3 separate regions of the Sus scrofa genome follow, and all the other regions are linked to region 1. A link is a contact called in public Hi-C and HiChIP or PLAC-seq data. All regions are on one chromosome and are shown on one strand. The core of a region is the stretch at or near the end of the contact, and the rest is flanking DNA. Distances in the headings are between cores, read along the strand shown.

What was found. Hi-C and Micro-C count contacts between places; a contact is called where the count stands out from the background. HiChIP or PLAC-seq counts read pairs in DNA pulled down with a chosen protein or histone mark.
Region 2: an H3K27ac HiChIP or PLAC-seq map of skeletal muscle shows a contact between it and region 1, with 5 times the contacts expected there. The contact joins the enhancer-like site here to the promoter of THBS1 in region 1. A contact is called at or near these places in 2 of 5 promoter capture datasets (fetal liver and liver), 5 of 47 Hi-C or Micro-C datasets (embryonic fibroblasts, heart right ventricle, mesenteric adipose tissue and 1 more) and 1 of 2 datasets of contacts at active chromatin or transcription factors (skeletal muscle).
Region 3: a Hi-C map of heart right ventricle shows a contact between it and region 1, with 8 times the contacts expected there. The contact joins the enhancer-like site here to the promoter of THBS1 in region 1. A contact is called at or near these places in 1 of 5 promoter capture datasets (fetal liver) and 3 of 47 Hi-C or Micro-C datasets (embryonic fibroblasts, heart right ventricle and mesenteric adipose tissue).

Annotation. Positions count from the first base shown.
Region 1 is chr1:131,744,545-131,747,465 of Sscrofa11.1, reverse strand. It overlaps THBS1 (thrombospondin 1), which reads left to right and starts at 1,368. Exons shown (of 22, transcript NM_001244536.1): 1 at 1,368-1,519; 2 at 2,132-2,226; 3 at 2,486-2,921. The coding sequence starts at 2,160.
Region 2 is chr1:131,851,826-131,854,746 of Sscrofa11.1, reverse strand. No RefSeq gene overlaps it. Among named protein-coding and RNA genes, the nearest start is that of THBS1, 110 kb to the right of the region's middle. Within about 2 kb of position 1,541, at least 17 of the 83 cell types and tissues checked have an H3K27ac peak or open chromatin away from gene starts, as enhancers often do. A contact at or near this core is called in mesenteric adipose tissue and skeletal muscle, where this site is marked.
Region 3 is chr1:131,830,217-131,833,137 of Sscrofa11.1, reverse strand. No RefSeq gene overlaps it. Among named protein-coding and RNA genes, the nearest start is that of THBS1, 86 kb to the right of the region's middle. Within about 2 kb of position 1,402, at least 4 of the 83 cell types and tissues checked have an H3K27ac peak or open chromatin away from gene starts, as enhancers often do.

The sequences.
Region 1 (2,921 bases), core at 119-2,618:
GGAAGTGAACCCCAGGGCTTTCCCTGGCTTGTGGCTGAGATCCTTATTTGGTGAAGTTACTACCTGTTCCCTGGGTCTGGGGGCCAGCCTCATGTGCTGGATCACAGCAGGGGAAGTGTGGCTGCTGACGTCCCAGCCCAAGAGATGAATGGAATTCCAAGCAGCTGGAGTCATGCTGGCTTGGGACCGGTGGCTTGGACACTAGATTTCCAATGACAGAAGCATGCAGCGGCAGCGCTCATGGCAATTGGTGCACCCACAGAAATGTAACCCACATCTCGGTTTCGGGAGCCGAAAAAATGAAAAGAACTTTGGGGTTGAAAAAAAAAGGGGGAAATAAAATGATAGGCAGAGGGTAATTTATGACTCTATGGGTCTGTTCTGTAAATAGTTCAAGACCCTGGAGCCAGATGGTGCTGCAAACCCTCCAAGCAGGAGTCACGTTAAGAAGCACGAGTGGGCACAAAAACTGTTTTTCAAGACACAATTTCAATTTTGGCTTGAGAGAAGTGGTAAAGAGCAAGTTTCCTTAACATTCCTGACTGAAAAGAAGCCATTTGCTCGCGTCCCCTAGATCAGAATTCGCATACCGCCCCCAAGCGGCCCGCTGTGGAAGCGCCGCAGCACTTGTGAGAAGAGACTTTTCTTCGCGGGAACTCGAGCGGCAAGCAGCTGCAGAAACGCTGCCCCGACGCGCGGTGGGAAGGCGAGCCCCATCCGTGGCCTGCTGGCCGGTGCGATACCGCACTCACGTCCCTCGAGGGGCAGGCAGGAGACAGAGTGGGAGGAGGGCAGGAGCGCGGCGCGAAGCTGACCGCGTGGTCCGCAAGTACCCAAGATGGATGGACAAGGGTCAACAAATACCCAACTCTTTCAAAGACTGGTCCCCTCTTGGTCCCATTTACCATGTCGGGCTTATTTTTTTCCATAAAATGGGCTCGATATCCAACAAGTGTCCACCCTTAGCCATCGCACAGGCATTCAAGGGAACAGGTTCCCCAACCCCCCGCTTGGGATCTCGGGTGGGTGGCCAGAGCCTCGTCCGCCCGGTATGAGCACACTGAGGACATCGGCCCGAGCGGCGCCACAGCCAAAGTGCTGAGTCCGTGAGCGCCAAGGCCGCGTGGGCGGGCACCTATTTTTCTGAGAAGTTCCAGTGCTTCTCGGCCCCGACACCCACCGCCCCCCTTCACCTTCTAACTGGAAAGTTGTGCGCCAGGCAGCGGGGGGCGGAGAGAGGAACCCAGACTGGCCCCCCTCCCGCTTCCTGCCCGGCCGCATCCTATTGGCTAGAGGAAACCCCAGGAATGTGAGCGCCCCTTTAAAAACCCGCGGCTCCGCCGCCTCACCAGCCACTGCACCCGGGCCGGCCGGCAAGCGCACTCCCCGGCGAATCTCCCTGCGCAGCCTCTGATACCGCGGCCTCCCGGGCGCACCGCTCTCCCCGCGCCTCTCCAGCGTTCCTCCGGTCGCTGTGTCCTTGCTTCCAGTCCCAGCTGCTGCACCCGTTTCCACACAGGTAAGGAGTCCCTGGGCGGCCGCCGAGGTCCAGTTCTGCCCTGGCCATACACCTGAAGCTACAGACTTTAGCTCCTGGCAGACCCCGGATCTCACACTTTTTGCCTTCCCCATCCTGAACCTCTCAGCCGCTGGAGGACTCTTCTCACGAAGAGCTTCAGAGCGATCTTCTCCAGCCTTGGGATTCAAAACCCAAATCGCCAGGGACACCCCAAGATTTTGTTCTTTTCCTCAAGTCCTTCCTAAACCTTTCTAAAAGTCCTCTAGAAAAATCTCTGCACCTTCATGCTGTCCCAGCTCCCCAAACTACATCTCCTGGTCCTGCTACTTACCTCACCTTCCCAAGGAAAAGCCCCCCCCGCCGCCCCCGGCTGCCTGTTATTGGTCTTGCCCCTACCACCACCTGAAAACCACAGTCTCCTCCCCTCAACTCCCTCATTTTCTTCCTTATGCTTTCTCCAGAGTCAATACTGTTGCCCCTCATTCCACCAAATGTGGGGGCCACGGGGCGGGGGGGCGTGTCCCTGAGGCTCTGGCCCCATGCCCAGCCAGTTTTGCTCACCCTCATTGATGGGCGGCCTCTGACCTGGGTTCTCTGTGCTTCCTGCTGCAGGCTCTCTGTTGGGCACAAACGCTCCACCATGGGGCTGGCCTGGGGACTCAGTGTCCTGTTTCTGTTGCATGTGTGTGGCTCCAACCGCATTCCAGGTAAGTCTGTATGATACCTTTTGAGGGGGGAGGGAAGAGGAGAAGGGAGGTCTGGTTACCCCAGGTGTGCCTCTTCCCGAGCCCTGGCTGAACCTCAGGATGCAGGTTCCCTCTGACCTGGTGTTGATTAAGCCCTTTCAGTGGCTGCAGGGAGTTTTCACCCCTGTCTTTCTGCCCCACCGGCCAGAGCTGAACCCCTACCTCCACCGCCCCCACCTAGAGGGCCCTGCTCACAGTGCTTCCTCCTCTTGTCTAACAGAGTCTGGGGGAGACAACAGCGTCTTTGACATCTTTGAACTCACCGGGGCTGCCCGAAAGGGCTCTGGGCGCCGACTAGTGAAGGGTCCTGACCCTTCCAGCCCAGCTTTCCGCATTGAGGATGCCAACCTGATCCCCCCTGTCCCTGATGACAAGTTCCAAGACCTAGTGGATGCTGTGCGAGCAGAGAAAGGTTTCCTCCTCCTGGCCTCCCTGAGGCAAATGAAGAAGACCCGGGGCACGCTGCTGGCCGTGGAGCGGAAAGACCATTCTGGCCAGGTCTTCAGCGTGGTCTCCAACGGCAAGGCGGGCACCCTGGACCTGAGCCTGACCGTGCAGGGGAAGCAGCAGGTGGTGTCAGTGGAGGAAGCCCTCCTGGCCACTGGTCAGTGGAAGAGCATCACCCTATTTGTGCAGGAGGACAGGGCCCAGCTGTA
Region 2 (2,921 bases), core at 292-2,791, 110 kb before region 1:
CAATATATTGCTGGGAACTCCATTTCATAATTATAAGACATGAAGCCTTTCACTAAATATACTAAGAAGCTAGTGACCAATAGTTGACACAGGGACTTCATAACAAAAGGGACTATATCTTTTCTCACCATGCCAGTGAAGGCACTCTCTTTAGAAACATTATGAATGCTGCAATGACAGGGAAGTATTCCAAGAGTTGGAGAAAAATCTTTCTTTCCCAGACATCTCAAACTAGAATTCAGAATAATTTCTGTCTTCAGATCTTAGACATTAGTGAGAGTTAAAAAGAAGTTGGTCATCTTTTAATTGTACCTGGTACCAGTCAATGGCTGAAAAGGAAGAGCCTGGGATTGCTTCTGGGGACAGTAGCATGGAACCCAGGTCAGACGTGACCAGACAGCAGGGAGGTTTGAGGAATTCCTCACAGACATGTAGTCTTTGACCAGCCTCAGAAAGAAATTATTTATCAAAATAAAGTTGAGAAGTTCCTGTTGTGGCACAGTGGAAACGAATCCGACTAGGAACCATGAGGTTTCAGGTTCGATTCGTGGCATTGCTCAGTGGTTTAAGGATCTGGCGTTGCCGTGAGCTGTGGTGTAGGTCACAGATGCGGCTCTGATCTGGCATTGCTGTGGCTGTGGTATAGGCCAGCAGCTACAGCTCCAATTCAACCCCTCGTCAGGGAACCTCCATATGCCGTAAGAGATAAAAAGACAAAAAAAAAAAAAAAGTAAAGTTGAGGTTTCCAAGAAATGTGTGCATGTGGTGTGTGTATGTGTGCATGTGAGCTTTTGTGAGTATGTGTGTGTGATCTGTCAAGGACTAAAAAGTGAGCTGAGATTCCCAACATAGACAATCAACTTGTAACTACTCCCATGTCTACACTAGGACCATCTCTTTCTCTCTCTCTCACACACACACATATCACATATAACATATTTATTTACACAAACTTACTGAGTCCATTTATTTGCACTACTCTTAGCTTACATTGTACATAACCCTCACAACAGCCCTGTGAGGTTTGTGTCATTTTCTCCATTTCACGGAAGATTAATCTGAGCTCCTGATGATCTAAGATCCTTCAGCACATTTTTTTTTAAAAAAAAAAAAAAAAGGAAGTCAGTATTTGAACCTTGATCTATCCAATTCCACAGCCAGCCTCCCTTCCACTAATACCTTCCTCCCCCGAAGCCATCACACTACTAGTACTAGTTAGAAGAAATGTTGGTAGGAAGCAGTTCTGCTTTACAATAAACCACCCTAATAAAAATGCTTCACTGACTAATTTTGAGATGTCAGAGCTGAAAATGTACAGATTTCCCAGGACAAACAAACTGCCAAGCTGTGATTGCACAATCAAAGGGGCTACAGGGAACCAAGGAAGCCAAAACTGTGTTGGAGAAACTACAGATGTCATCTGGGAATGCTCAGTGCTTTGAATTTTCAAGCTGAGACAGCCTCACTTCCACCGGAACCACAGCCTTATAAGGCTAACTTGAGGCCGCGACTTCCTCAGCTGAATCAACCTGACACACACTGCTTGTTCCCTTGTCTCATTGGGAAGGGATTCCACTGGCTGAGCGTCAGCCCTGTCATGGAAAGAATACCACCACCAGGAGGACTGAGTTAATCCCCATCCTGAACTGGATCACAAACACCCACCTTGTCATAGAGCCACTATGAGTCTTGTGGGGCAGTGGCGGGGGCGAGGGGGTGAAGACGGGGGAAGAGACACATTGGGGTCAGGAGTGGAGCTATTTAGGCTCCCCAGAGAAATTAGTCACCAGCCTGATCCCTTCATCTCCATTTACAGCCATTTATTTGGAAGCAACAAGTTCTAAGAGGATAAAAAATAAAGACCCTCCCCTCCCCTGCTCCCACCACCCCCAGCGTGAACTCTGTAGTTCACAGGAATGCTGCTTCTTATTCCCTTTGGGATACACGGGGCTGTCTGTGAACAGCTGGGTCTTTCTACAGACAAATTAGACAGTCAATGTTCCAGAGAAGGAGTGGGCTCCAGGGAATTAAATCAGCCACTCATCTGATCCTTTTCATTAGACTTAGTCCCATTATACCCAAACTCTAGGAAAACAAAAAGAACTTAGTGGAAATCAGATTCCCAAATGTGCGCTAAGAAGACCTCCAAGTTCTGAGAAGTCACCCCAACCAGAGGTTGAGAAATCATGAAAAGGTATGAGGCTGCGCAGTTGAACACAGAAGAATGCTTCTGAAAAGGGAATGCTGACGAACTTTGCCAAGTAACTTCCTTTCCACTTATTGATTACTCTCTACAGACTATGGAAAATGTTTGTCTGAGATGTTATTTCCACTGCTCTTATTCTCAGCTAGCAAGTAGAGTAGGGCTCTAGTGAAGCATGTGTTCATCATTTTCCCCCAGAAGTGAACTGTTGCTATAGAAATGTTAGGTGCTGGGGAGAAGATGAGGAAATTTTCAAAGGAAACCCAAATGTCCTTCCAAAGGGAAAAAGACGCAAGTCTGACTTCCTGAGATTGTCCTTAGTGGAAAATCATCAGGGTGGACTTGAGTGACCCTGACCAAGGCCCAGAACAAGAAGGAGCTGCTGACCCCTTTAAGAGAAAACATCACGGAAGAAAGATTAGACCAATAGGTATACACCAAGACTGACTTCTAGGAGCCTTGGTGGTTCTGGCTCTTTGAGGCTGTAAGTATCAGAGCTAGTACTGACCCAGACTTACTGAGCACAAGCTTTTGTCACTGGGAGGACAGGTGTAGGGGAATCTAAGAGGACAGAGTCAAGCATTCTTAGGTCAGGGAATATAGGAGAACTGCTGTGGCAAGAGTAGTGCTGAGAGAATGGGCACTCTCCATTACCATGTCTGTGTTAATCCACTTAACTCACATTTTTCTAAGTGAGAGGCCTGATGCCAGCCCTCCC
Region 3 (2,921 bases), core at 153-2,652, 86 kb before region 1:
TAATATTGACTCTTCCAATCCAAGAGCATGGTATGTCTTTCTATCTGTCTGTGTCATCTTTGATTTCTTTCATCAGCATCTTATAGTTTTCAGAGTACAGGTCTTTTGTCTCTTTAGGTAGGTCTATTCCTAAGTATTTTATTCTTTTTGATGTGATGGTAAGTGGGGTTGTTTCCCTCATTTCTCTTTCTGATCTTTCAGTTGATATTTTTTTACAGAAATTCTAAGCTAATACTAAAATTCATACAGAAATACAAAGAATCCAGAACCGCTATAACAATCTTGAAAAAGAATAACAAATTTAATGGACTCACATCCCATACTACGAAGTTACAGTAACCATAACAATGTGTTACTGGCATAAGGAAAGACATATAAATCAATGAAATAGAATTAAGTGTCTGGTAAACCTTCCCATTTTTGTTCAGCTGATTTTCATCAAAGGGGCCAAGATAATTAGAAAATAACTTTTAACAAATGGTGAATAGTTGGATATCTACTGGCCAAAGAATGAATTTTCACTCTACCTTATATCATACAAACAAATTTGCAGAGACTGAAATTGTAGATGCATGAAATAGTCTCCCACCCTCTCCTGGCCTAACCCTCTTGCCCAATCTGCTCAAATGTCAGCTTGTCAATGAAGCCTTCCTGATACCTGTCACATTCCCAAGTCCGAAGATACTCTTGATTTTATGCTTTCATCATAGCTTGTACATACTTCCTTTATAGTGATTACTGCACAGGTTTAAATTTAAGAAGTGAATGTCCCGACGATTGGCCCAGAGTTAAACATTTTCTTCACATTAAATAAAAAGTTATACATTTCTAGGGGATCATGTTTACTTCACTCATTTCCCCACCTGGTTACCACAAGAGAACTTTTGACTCACTCTGATGACACCATTCAGTCTCTGCACGACCCTGCAACAAATACCCATTCACTACCACACCACAATGGCCATAGCAATGACCCTTTCCTTTCTTGTACATAGAATAATATTACTTCTCTATCAGTTAGCTCTGGCTGGCATCACAGTTATCATTATTTTTATTCTCTGGACTCAGTAAGGCACCTGCTGTGTCCAACAAACGTAAGAACAGTGGCTTCTAGCCAACTGCACAACTCAGATTGTTGCCAAGAATAGATCCCCTGTGGAGTCGAATGACAAAAGTACATAAACATGGACTAACACTCTGGCTGTGGCAGAGAGAAAATCTTCTTGACTTCAAAGAGATTCTAAGGCTCACAAGCTCTGTCCTGTAATCTGGGTCAAGGGACCACCCCGAGGGGTTAGCATGTTGCCCTTGGAAAGTTGGCTGGACCCTCACCATTGAGCCTTTGGAACCCAGTACCAGAGACTCTAAGAGCCTCTGCAGCCTGCTCCCCAGGCTTCTTAGTCACCATCATACAACCAGGTAACTAATTTGTTACCACTTAGTCTCTAGGAATCTCTTCAACTCCTCTCCACATGTGCTCACTAAACTTGCCTTATAGCAGAAGCATCATTGGTGCTTTATTAAAACAGACATGAAAAACAATAATGCCTCCTCTCTCACCTGGACTAGAAAAACATCCTCATCTTCCTCCCTCCCCTCCACACCCAACCCTTTCAATTCACCCAACTCTTCTAATTTTATATGCTGCTACCAAGAGCATATAAAATGAGAATCTGAGCTTCTGACCCATCTCACTGAAAGCTGGGATTACAGCATCCCTGGCAACCAACTGAAGTCCAAACTCTTGCTCAAAGCATTCAAAGACCTTCACAACCTGGTACCAATCTACCTTTCCAGCAATAGCTTCAATAGTTTCTCCCCACACACTGGATGCTCCCAGGTATCTCATTCTCCCCTTAAGAGGTTGTGCATTTTCATTACATATAATTTTGTTTTCATTATTCAATTTATCTAGAATCTATCTCCACCTCACCTTATCCCCCAGAAAACTCTCGGTGATTCTTAGAAAAGCATCTCAAATATAACTTACACTTCTCATGCTTTCCCCAACTATCCGAGGACAAATTAACCAGTCCTTCTTCTGTGTCCCTATACATAGCACTCAAGGCAATAGGTGGCAAAGTCAAGAATTAAACCAAGTCTTCTAACTCTAAATCCTAAGGTCTTTCCCTGTGCCATACTACCAATGGAATCATGCTTTAGTTCTGAATACCTACTAGCAGACCAGAGGTGGGTACTCAGTAAATTTATATCAAATGAATGAATGACAACCAATAGGTACCTTCTGCTATCCTCCTCACCCTCTATTTTCCAAACTAGAATGTACAAAGGAAACTTAGCTCTCATTTAACCATGCCTCAGTTTAGTGATACTGCAGCCATGTATCATGTCATTATATGGGCCCTCCAAGGAAGCTCATGATGTTGTCTAGCCAGGCAGAAGGGAAAGAAGAAAAAGAGAGCAATGTGTAATATTTAGGGAGAAGCCCGGCCCAAAGAAGTATTTCCCTTTCAACTCCCTAAAACACCTCTTTATACAGCCTCTGCGTATTTGAGCCCTCCAGGGGCTAGCAGCCAAATCTGAGCTGAAAGCATCACATGTTGTTTGGGAGAAAGAAGCCAGGGTGTTCATGTAATATAAACACAGAGACAGATAGGACAAGAAGACCCTAAGGAGAGCTGCCAAGCTCAAGAAAGTCAGTGGACTTTGGGCTGTAAATCTACTCTCTGCCAAAGGAAAAAAAAAAAGGAGAAGTTTAAAAAATAATAAACTTCTTGGGAGTTCCCATCATAGCTCAGTGGTAATGAACCCAACTAGTATCCATGAGGACACAGGTTCAATCCCTGGCCTTGCTCAGTGGGTTAAGGAACCAGCGTTGCCTGTAAGCTGTGGTGTAGGTCACAGATGTGGCTTGGATCCTGCTTTGTTTGGGCTATAACATAGGCCAGCAGCAGCAGTTC